Regions from separate parts of the Danio rerio genome. Here region 1 is linked to region 2. A link is a contact called in public HiChIP or PLAC-seq data. All regions are on one chromosome and are shown on one strand. The core of a region is the stretch at or near the end of the contact, and the rest is flanking DNA. Distances in the headings are between cores, read along the strand shown. Region 1 holds the start of sfrp1b (secreted frizzled-related protein 1b). Region 2 holds the start of ppp3ccb (protein phosphatase 3, catalytic subunit, gamma isozyme, b).

Evidence for each region. HiChIP or PLAC-seq counts read pairs in DNA pulled down with a chosen protein or histone mark.
Region 1: an H3K4me3 HiChIP or PLAC-seq map of gastrula embryo shows a contact between it and region 2, with 2.7 times the contacts expected there. The contact joins the promoter of sfrp1b here to the promoter of ppp3ccb in region 2. A contact is called at or near these places in 2 of 4 datasets of contacts at active chromatin or transcription factors (embryo and gastrula embryo).

Annotation. Positions count from the first base shown.
Region 1 is chr10:25,231,475-25,236,822 of GRCz12tu, reverse strand. sfrp1b (secreted frizzled-related protein 1b) reads left to right here and starts at 1,402. Exons shown (of 3, transcript NM_001083571.1): 1 at 1,402-1,997; 2 at 3,675-3,755. The coding sequence starts at 1,502.
Region 2 is chr10:25,047,757-25,053,141 of GRCz12tu, reverse strand. It overlaps ppp3ccb (protein phosphatase 3, catalytic subunit, gamma isozyme, b), which reads right to left and starts at 3,898. Exons shown (of 14, transcript NM_001080594.2): 1 at 3,534-3,898. The coding sequence starts at 3,585. All of the region lies in intron 1 of htr7b (5-hydroxytryptamine (serotonin) receptor 7b), which reads left to right.

The DNA of each region.
Region 1 (5,348 bases), core at 153-2,652, 190 kb before region 2:
AGTTACTTTACACCACTGTTAATAGCAATAGTACAATAAAATAAAGTGTGAGCCTATTATCTTTAATAATTCTAGATTTAGTTCATTTATGCTTGTTTTAAAATATTTTTTCTGTTTTTAATCAATTGTAAAAATGTATAGTTTATTTTGTTTTAAGCCCCCCCACCCCTCATTTTTGCAAATTTCTAAAAAGTACACAATCTAAACATATACTCTACCCGACAAAAGTCTTGTCGTCAATTCCAGTTGTAAGAGCAACCAATAATAACTTGACTTTTAGTTGATTATTTGGAAAAGTGACAGAAGGTATAGACTTTTCAGATGAATCATCTGTTGAACTACACCTCCATAATCACAAATACTGCAGAAGAGCTATTAGAACCTGTATGGACCTAAAGTTCTCGCAAAAATCAGTCAAGTTTGGTGAAGAAAAAAATCATGGTTTGGGGTTACATTATGTGTGGGGGCGTGAGAGAGATCTGCAGAGTGGATGGCAACATCAACAGCTCGAGGAATCAAGCCATTTGTGCTGTACATTACATTACAAACCACTGGAGCGGGCAAATTCTTCAGCAGGATAGTGCTCCTTCTCATACTTCTGCCTTCACATCAAAGTTCCTGCAAGCAAAGAAGGTCAAGGTGCTCCAGGATTGTTCAGTCACCAGATATGAACATTGTTAAGCATGTCTGGGTAAGGTGAAGGAGGAGGCATTGAAAATTAATTACAAGAATCCCAATGAACTCTGGGAGTCCTGCAAAAATGATTTTTTTTCATTCCAGATGACTTTATTCACAAGTTATTAGAGTCATTGCAGAGATGGATGTATGCAGTCGTCCAAGCTCATGGGAGTCATACACAGTAGGCTATTATTGTTTTTCCACTGCACCATGAGTTAATATTCTACACTGTACATTATTTCTGTTAAATGCCTGCTTAATAATTTAGCAGTTTTGTTTCCTTTGCAACGTTTCTTCTGTATTTATTTAAGAAACCACAGAAATCAAAAAATGTACTTTAAAAGTGTATTCACAATGTATTGTAAATATGACAAACCCGACCCTTCATGCTTTTACGACCCCTTCGACCCAAAATGAGTGATTCGTTCGTGAATTGATCATCATCAGCATCATCATTAGACAGAAATGTTTAAGTCTGTTTCCCACGCGCACAGCATATAGGCTACTTGTTACCAAACAGGCGCAAAAGGGTTAACTATAATAGATTCAGTTTCGCGTTGCATAAAAAAGGTAATTTGTCATTCAAGAGCATTGAGCAATCCTATCGTTAAGCCAAGCCGGTTGCATTACTATTGGTTGTTTCTTTGAAACGCGTTCATTAACTCTCGCGACGCGCACCGAAAAGCAGCGCGCGCCCAACACTTATCAAAACTGAAGAGACTGAGGACGAGTGCGCGCGGTAGCGTACTAATGCAAACAGAGCTCTTAACACAGCGACGCATGTGGATATAACTGTTCGGTACAGTATTTTCGTCCTTGTGCCATGAAGAACCTTGCCCTGAAGCTGTGGCTCTCCATCGCTCCGTTTCTTTGTCTGCCGCTGCTCAATGCCTTGGAGGATGAGGACTACATCTGGCCACCGGACAGTTCCGACAAACACCCGCCGTGTGTGGACATTCCCGAGGACCTGAGGCTGTGTTTTAACGTTGGCTACGGGAGGATGATGCTCCCCAATCTACTGGACCATGAGACCATCGCGGAGGTGAAGCAGCAGGCGGTCAGCTGGGTTCCGCTGGTGCACAAAGCCTGTCACAAGGGCACACAGGTCCTGCTCTGTTCGCTCTTCGCCCCAGTGTGCCTCGACAGACCCCTATACCCGTGCCGCTGGTTCTGCGAGGCTGTCCGGGACAGTTGTGCCCCCATCATGCAGGCGTTTGGCTTTCCCTGGCCAGAAATGCTCAGATGTGATAAGTTTCCTTTGGGCGAGGTTTGCATTTCATCGAACGCCACCAAGAGTAATGAAACAGACTTAATCGCAGGTGAGTTTATGTGTGTATTTGTATTGAATTTTTCGTTATTCTGCTTTTTAATCCTGTATATTAAACATAGAATTTTTCTGTTAAGTTACGCTGTTTCTAAATAGGCTATTGTATTTATGTATTTACTTTATGTAATTTTATTTAGCTACTTTACATAAAAAAACTTTAAGACTTTAACATTTTAATCAGGTTTTTATTATTATTATTAAGTATTTATTTATTTAAATCAAAAATTTAAATGATTTAAATGATTTATTTGAATCTCATTTAATAATATTTTGTACATAAATTTCATTTGTTAATATTTTTGTTATATTATTGTTTAATTATTTAATACTAACAACATGTTTATCTCAATAAAATGCTAGATCTTTTCATTCATTTCAGGATTCATTTTTACATTTTTTTATGATTTTTCTCTGTCCATCTTATGAATTATTGATAAAAATTGTCAAACAAACTATACATATTTATTTTAACAACACACATAGTTAACATTTAACAACAATTTCCACATAATACAGCTTTAAATACAAAATTGTATATATATTATTCCATACATACACTTTTCAAATTGTATATAGTTGAAGTCAGAATTATTAGCCCCCTGAATTATAAGCCCACTGTTTATTTTTCCCCAATTTCTGTTTAACGGAGAACATTTTTTTTCAACACATTTCTGAACTTAATTTTTTAATAACTCATTTCTAATAACGGATTTGTTTTATCTTTGCCATGATGACAGTAAATAATATTTCCCTAAATATTTTTCAAGACATTTCTATACACCGTAAAGTGACATTTAAATGCTTAGCTAGGATATTAGGTTAACTAGACAGGTTAGGGTCATTAGGCAAGCAATTTTATAAAGATGGTTTGTTTTACAGACAGTCGAAAAAATAAATAGCTTAAAGGGGCTAATCATTTTGACCTTAAAATGGTTCATAAAAAATTTAAAACTGCTTTTATTCTAGTGATTCTGTTAACTGTCGCTGTCATTGTGTTGCACTGTGGAAACCTCTGCCATGAAAACAAAGTCTTCTTATGTGTAAACATTCCTGGAAATAAAGCTTTTACTGATTCTGATTCTAGTTGTTTGCAAAGAACCCCTGTAGGGGAGCCCAGAGTGTTGTAGACAATCATTATAGTAAACAGTGTCAATCTTATCTGTAAAATATAATATAGTTTTAATAGTGTTCATTTACAATTCTCATTTAAATGCATCTTTGTTTAATAAATTGTTTTAAATTTCCTTACTATTATTATTAGTAATCAGCAGGCGTCAACACTTTTTTTCTGTAGTGTATGGTTTTATAATGCTAATTGTGTGCTAAAATCTGTTTGTGATGCATGAATGACAAGGTTACTGATGTCAGTATTTTGCACAAGATATTTTAAAGTGGTGTCAAAGTCCTAAACATGGAGTAATCAATTTGCAAACTGTATATTATTGTAAGAGTTTAAATAGAAGGAAAAAAGTGCCTTTTTACCGGACATGATTTGATAAATATTTAAACTATTTTACTATATATACAAACTGTATATGAATATATTATATAAATTATGTAAGTAATATTGTGAAGAATTGCTAACAAGCTAATGAACAATCATTATTGCATTCATCCCCTGTGGCAGGACATTTGGATTGAATCTTTCCTCTTTTTTCTTCTTCTGCAGGTGGCTCATCTGTTTGTCCAGCATGTGAAAATGAGATGAAAACAGATTTGATTCTGGATCAGATGTGTGCCAGTGAATTTGGTAAAGAGACACTGATATTAATTGATGCATTAAAGTTATTATTAGTGTAATAATATTGTATTAACTTTGAAACACCAAACAAAAATAGTTCAGACTGCATCTAAATATATCATATTTAAAAACCTTTAATAAATAAATTAAAGATGAATTAACATTAAAAAGGATATTGTCAGTAAGAAGTTGCTTAACAACTAAGAAGTACGATATAGTCAGTAAGAAGGTGAAGAGAATAAACGATTGTCTCTGAAACACAACTGAAGTAAAATTTAAAGTAAAAAGTAGCCTTTACTGAAAAGACTGAAAGCAGTATTGGAAAACAAATTATTTTATTGTACAATTCACACCGCTGCCAACTAATTTTCTATTTATTAATACTTAGTAAGACAGTTGTTGGATTTATGTATTGGGTGGGATTAGGAATGTAAAATAAGATCATACTTCATAAGTACTAAGAAACAGTTATTAATTTATTAATAGGCAGGTAATAAGCCAGTACTTATAGTATGGATTGTTACTAAACGTGTTACTCAGTTGTTTTTCCCTGACTAATATAAAAATGCTAATCTTTTGGTTGAAACTCACCACAGAATGAAAGGCATTTGGGTTCAAAACAGTTTTGAAAACGAGGTCTTAGACTATTATGCAGATCTGTCTGAAACACATCGAAACACACTTTAGATCTGAAGGCTTTTGGCAAAGATCTTTTACAATCATAAGCAAATCTCATTCCAAGCACTGTTCAGTACACTGCTACTAACGCAACTGATTTCAAAATGCTTCGTTTATTGGCCAAAGCTTAATGATTTCAAGAGAACAAAACCCGAACAACTGATTCCCATCATTGTGATTCTGTACTGGTCCAGATTTTTTTTGCTTCAAACATTTGTTTCCAATAATATTGTTGCTTAAAAAAAAGGATTTCTGATATTACTGTCTGCATTTGCTCAGCCTAAATCAAAATTTCTCTCTTGAGACAATAGGAACGGTGTAGAGTTGCTTAAACACAACAGCATGTGTGTTCACACAACTGATAAACACTTAGTGTTGTGTGTATTGTTTACCACTGCACTGCTCTTTTTTGTTGCTCCCTTCCCATTATTTTGTTTTCAATTGCAACACTACGTCAATCTTTTTTTTCTTTTTGTATATGCATATTTCATGTCTTTTTTTTCGTAGACTAACATATATGACAGGGGATTATTAGATTTCAACCGCAAGTGGAGAAATTACGGATTTATACAAAGCAGATCTACTTCTTCCATTGCTAATGCAGTTTTTAGCAACCCATGATGTGGGCTGAATCCAGCAGCTTACTTTTTTTCAGGGTCTGAGATGTTGTCAAAGACAGGAAGCTCGCCTCTGGCAAGAATTTCACGGGACCTTTTATTTTTATGGCAAGCTATCAAGGACTAACCCAACAAAGACTTTTACTAGCCATTATAGAATGACTGTGTCTCAAACTATGCATCCCTACACTGTAAAATGTGAAAATGAAAACGTGTAGTTAACTTTTTCCATTGGATATTTCTACCTGATCTCATCCTAAAACGAAAACATAATCATTATTTGGTAAATGTAACCATATGAAATCAG
Region 2 (5,385 bases), core at 2,649-5,148:
TGCTTTTTTAAAGAAATTAGATCTTAAAAGTGGCGATTTTGTATGGAATGACAATTCTGACTAAAAGTCTGTGTGCAAGTAAGTAACCCATTCAATGCATTTTTTAATACTTGTTGAGTAATCCCCTTTCCTGAAAGCTTGTACCTTTGGTGCATTTTAAAATACTTTTTCAAATGTCTTTAAAAAAATTGAGATTTACCTCATAACTGGCAGGTCTGGCTCAGGCTTTAAAGAAGACTTTAAAATCCTTATATTAAGCATCAATGGACAAATGCGCTTTAAGAAACAAGCACTGAAAAAAAGTGTCTGAGAGGGATCACTGCATTTTAAAGGTGCGTTCACGCAATCTTTTAACCCCAAAATAAGATTCCAACTCATCTGGATCACAATTACAAGTTTCATACTAAGGATATTCTGAGAGCTAAACTAGTACCATGTGACCTCTCTACAGATTAATTTAGTGTTGTCATAGAAACACAGTTCTGAGCCGAAGGATGTGAACAGCTTCAGAACAGAACATCATCTTGAAATGTAGATAATTAAGCGAATGCACCTTACATTATTTCACAGACAACATATTCACTTCTCTATCTTGTATTCTTTTTGCACAATTCTCTAGTTCAGAACTTCTATAAGATGCATGTCTGGCCATCACGGTTGACAAAACAAATCCCACAAAAACACTTTTCAGACAGCCTGCAATTACGCATACGTGTAGCGCAAAATCCAGGTGTTGGAGTGCTCAAACTGAAAGGAGGCATTCAGTGAAACCTGGAACCAATTTGAAGCTGAAATGCTACTGCTCCTGAAAAACGAAGATCTCCAATTCTAGTCAGAATGAGGGCTGAGCTCTTTTTTTAATGAGGAGGGTTTTTTTCTTGTCTGTAGCGATTTAGATTGCTGAATGGACTGACTCGGGAAGGAAGACGCAAATCATTACGGCTCCAGAACTAAACTACTAAAGAGCCCAGTGCCAACAGCTCATTACAGAGGCTGTCTAATTGAGCCCGATCAGCTAAAACACAGCGAGCTGACAGCGGCAAATAAGAGGCTGAGAGGCATGAACACACTATATATGTCAGCGGACACAGTAGTTTTAATCAAAAACAAGTCAAAGTTCCCCGGGTGCTTCGGTGCCTATGAAGACACTGACCTAATGATCCAATTAGAGCATTACTCGACTGTGTCTCACCGCTTCAACATGAGATACTCCCATGAGCCCTTGATAGGGAGCTGATGTTTAAATGAATTACCTAAGCATAGGTCAATCCTTCCTTGATTTTAAAGTAGGATTATTTGTTTGAGGTTAATTGGGATCACAGGGATAAGTTCAATTAGTTTAGTTCTACCTTCAGACAAGAGAGCACAGGATTTACTTCTCTCAAATTCCCTTGCCGAAAGCCAGAAGAACGATAGATGCAGGAGAATGAAAGCAAATGCACTGCAGTAATTTGAATTAATGTTAACAGAGGCACTTTTGTGTACTGATAAAGCGGGTGAAGGCTCTGTGGACTTAATAAAATAAGTCATTCTGATAAGTCCACCAAGAATAACATACAGTGCTAAATAGGCTTTTAAAGTTACATTAATCTTTTATTTTGAAATGTGCATAGCAATTAAATTATAAACTGTGAAACATTTTCATCTCTCATAATAAACTTTTATGCCTATTCAGTTTTTAGGTACTAATATATTAAAAATAGATGTAACCAATTGATTTATGATGTATATACCTATTCATTATATAATAGAAAACAAAAAATATACTAATCATGTGTGTGTATATATATATATTAGGCAGTGGCGCAGTAGGTAGTGCTGTTGCCTCACAGCAAGAAGGTCGGTGGTTCGAACCTCGGCTCAGTTGGCGTTTCTGTGTGGAGTTTGCATGTTCTCCCTGCCTTCGCGTGGGTTTCCTCCGGGTGCTCCGGTTTCCCCCACAGTCCAAAGACATGCGGTACAGGTGAATTAGGTAGGCTAAATTGTCCGTAGAGTATGAGTGTGTGTGAATGTTTCCCAGAGATGGGTTGCGGCTGGAAGGGCATCCGCTGCGTAAAAACTTGCTGGATAAGTTGGCGGTTCATTCCGCTGTGGTGACCCCGGATTAATAAAGGGACTAAGCCGACAAGAAAATGAATGAATGATTATATATATAGTGCTCAGTAGTCATGGGCCAGTATAAGATTCTGACTGTATGATAACCTTGAATAAAAATATCATGGTTTCGCAGTATTGCAATTACTGCTCTAAAATATATTCTTTTAAAATGTCTGGGTAAAATCAAAAAACATTTTTCCCCTTTTAAACACAATATACTTTATGTTAAGAAACATTTAAAATGTTTTGGAACAGTAAACATGTCTGGCTAAATCATTCAAATGAATTCTTGACTTATGCGGTCTTCATTAAAAATCAGTACTGAAAGCAAATCTGGAGCTTATCTAACAAAATAACTTACAATAACAGTCCAAAAAAACTAGTATACACATATTTATGTAATAGAAAAACATAAAATACATTTTTTTAAAAAAAAGAGGAAAATCAAGAGAAGCAAAAAAAATGAACAGAAATCTTGCTTAAATTTTGTAGATTGTTTTTTTTTTTTATATTTTGCTCTAATTTAATTGAAACATCTTTCAATTTCTAAATATGTTTGGTAACTAAAATATTATTTTAATAAATATATCTGCTTAATAAATCTATTTTGTTTAAATACACCAAAATACATTGCCTATATTCACTAAGAAATTAATTTCAAAAAGGGGTGTACTCAATTATGCTGAGCACTATATATATATATATATATATATATATATATATATATATATATATATATATATATATATATATATATATGACAAACACACACACACACACACACACAAGTATGATTAACCTCTCATTTTAAGATTTATAACACTGTTACGTTCAAAAAGTATTTCATGTCATGCAAATGAGATTGCAATGCATATCAAAGTCAACCAAAGCCTGTTTACACTAAAAAGGAGTTTCATACATCCTTCATTTTAGAATTGTTGTCTAATCAGCATCTATAGACAGAGACACGACCAAAACGCCAGATATAGAGAAGTGAAAAATACAAAGACCTGCAATGCAAAGCTTGATACAGCTTTGGTAGTTTCATTTTCATGAATTTCACGTGTTTTGCATATCCAGACCACTACAAGTATCATGCATCTCCACTAATATCCCATAATGGCCTAATTCACTAATAAGAGCTTTGCCTCTGCGTAATGTTTGCACACTAGAGCTTAAAACTTCATTGATCTCATTTAATTCACGCTAATTCATCCCATGCAGCCCGAGCCAGCCTGTCAAATTAGCCATCAACATGTGTCATTTCACTTTCTAAGTTATCCAAAAGTCAGTCAACACAACAGATGTCCTCGCTTGCTTATATTTATATTAGACATAAACTGAATGTCACCCATCAGCTACCAGAGCGGGTTACGTTAGCTAACACAAAACCCACCCGAACTGTACAAAAACGCAGTTTCACAAAGAAAATGTACCTTTCACGAGCCGTTCGGTGGTGGATTGTTTATTCTGATCCTTCCCCGACATTCTTCAGTGTTTCTCGGTGGAATATTTGTAATTCCTTGTTGTAGCTGAACCCAGCTAGTCGTGTTAGCCCGCTAGCTCGGCTAAGCTACTGACAAAAGTCCTGACCGCTCCGCTGTGAAAGCGGGGAAACGGAGTCAGAGAGCTCGTCCGGGTCGCTTTACTGATATGTTCGCTCAAACGGTGGGGGAAAGGGGAAGGGGGAGCCCACTGCAACGGCAGAGTTTTATTTTCTGCCGTGTCTGTCCTTCGGGTTTGCTCACACAGGCGACCCAGCTGCTGTCAATTTCTCTGAGGGAGTAGCGATGTCCGACTCGTAGACGAATCGTTCATTTGAGTCGGATCATCTCAGGGAATCGTTTGAACCTGTTCATAAACCCAGCCTGAACGGTTCGCAGACGAAAAGGACTCGGTTCTCGAGTCAACACTTCACCGATTCACTGAACTGAGAACCGTAGAGAGCGAGTTGAGCAAAAACCTAACTAATCACTGATAAAATGCATATTCAGATGTTTTATTAACAGCTTTGTTCATTTGAAAACATAACATTTACAAGCAAAACATTTATTGTAAAACACAATACATACACACATAGACATAAATATGGCTGACTCTAATAAAACATCGTCAACAAAAAAGCGTTTGAGTACATAACGTTATATATAAATTTTGTGTGTGTGTGTGTGTGTGTATATATATATATATATATATATATATATATATATATATATATATATATATATATATATATATATATATATATATATATATATATATATATATATATATGTGTGTGTGTGTGTGTGTGTGTGTGTGTGTGTGTGTATAAGGTTTAAAAATAGATTTTAAAAAATAATAAAATGCAAAAACCTACACAAATCTACAGCATATCAGTTACAATCGATTTCCAGTATAATTTACAACTTAAAGTAATTGTTTATTTTTATTATTATTTTTTTAACTTCATTTGAAAATGTTTGTGAACATTTGTAGCACTTCTTGTCTAAACAATAAATTTTACTAAACGTTTAATTGAATTAATGCCACTGGTATAGTTTTTATAGGAAATTAAATGATTTTTATAGAACTATTAAACTCATCTAACTCAGTCGGGATGCCATTAAAATATGCAAAATATGTAAAAATTTAAATTACATAGAGGGAGAAAATACTTATTTATGTCACTAGCTTTTAGCTTCTTTTCTTAAAAAATTACACATGGGCGTAAAAAGGAGTCAGAAAAAGCAATAGCCGTATCCCATTTTTTAACAACAAAAACAGAATTATATAGTAATATACAAACTGATATGCCATATTGTACATAAAAACATTCAGTAATTAAAAATATCATATTCTTTAGGATTATTACACATCTTTGCTGTTTAATTAACAATGTTCTCAAACTTGTGCAGTAGCGCAGTCTCTTAAAGGAAATGAACAAAATTTGGCTTTGATCCAGTCCATTTTTACGCATATGAAACTTTACCATTATAGTAAAAAGTTGTACTAGAAAGGTAAGTTTTTGCATTTATTTACATAATTAATGCAAATGTCAAAAATATGTAAAGTAGCTTTTAGTTTACGTTGCCACGTCAGTGACGCAATAACGCCATGACGTAAAAGAATCGATAAATTTGTTGTAGCTCCGAACCTTTAAAATGAACTGTCCAAAAGAACCGATTCCCGAAAATGACTCGTACTTCATCTGTATGAGGAAAGAGAGGCGGGGGTGCCTGAGGCGCGCGACAATAAAAAGGCTCTCGCTCGAGATTTTGGCAGTTTTTGTAAAGCGATCACAGCGGC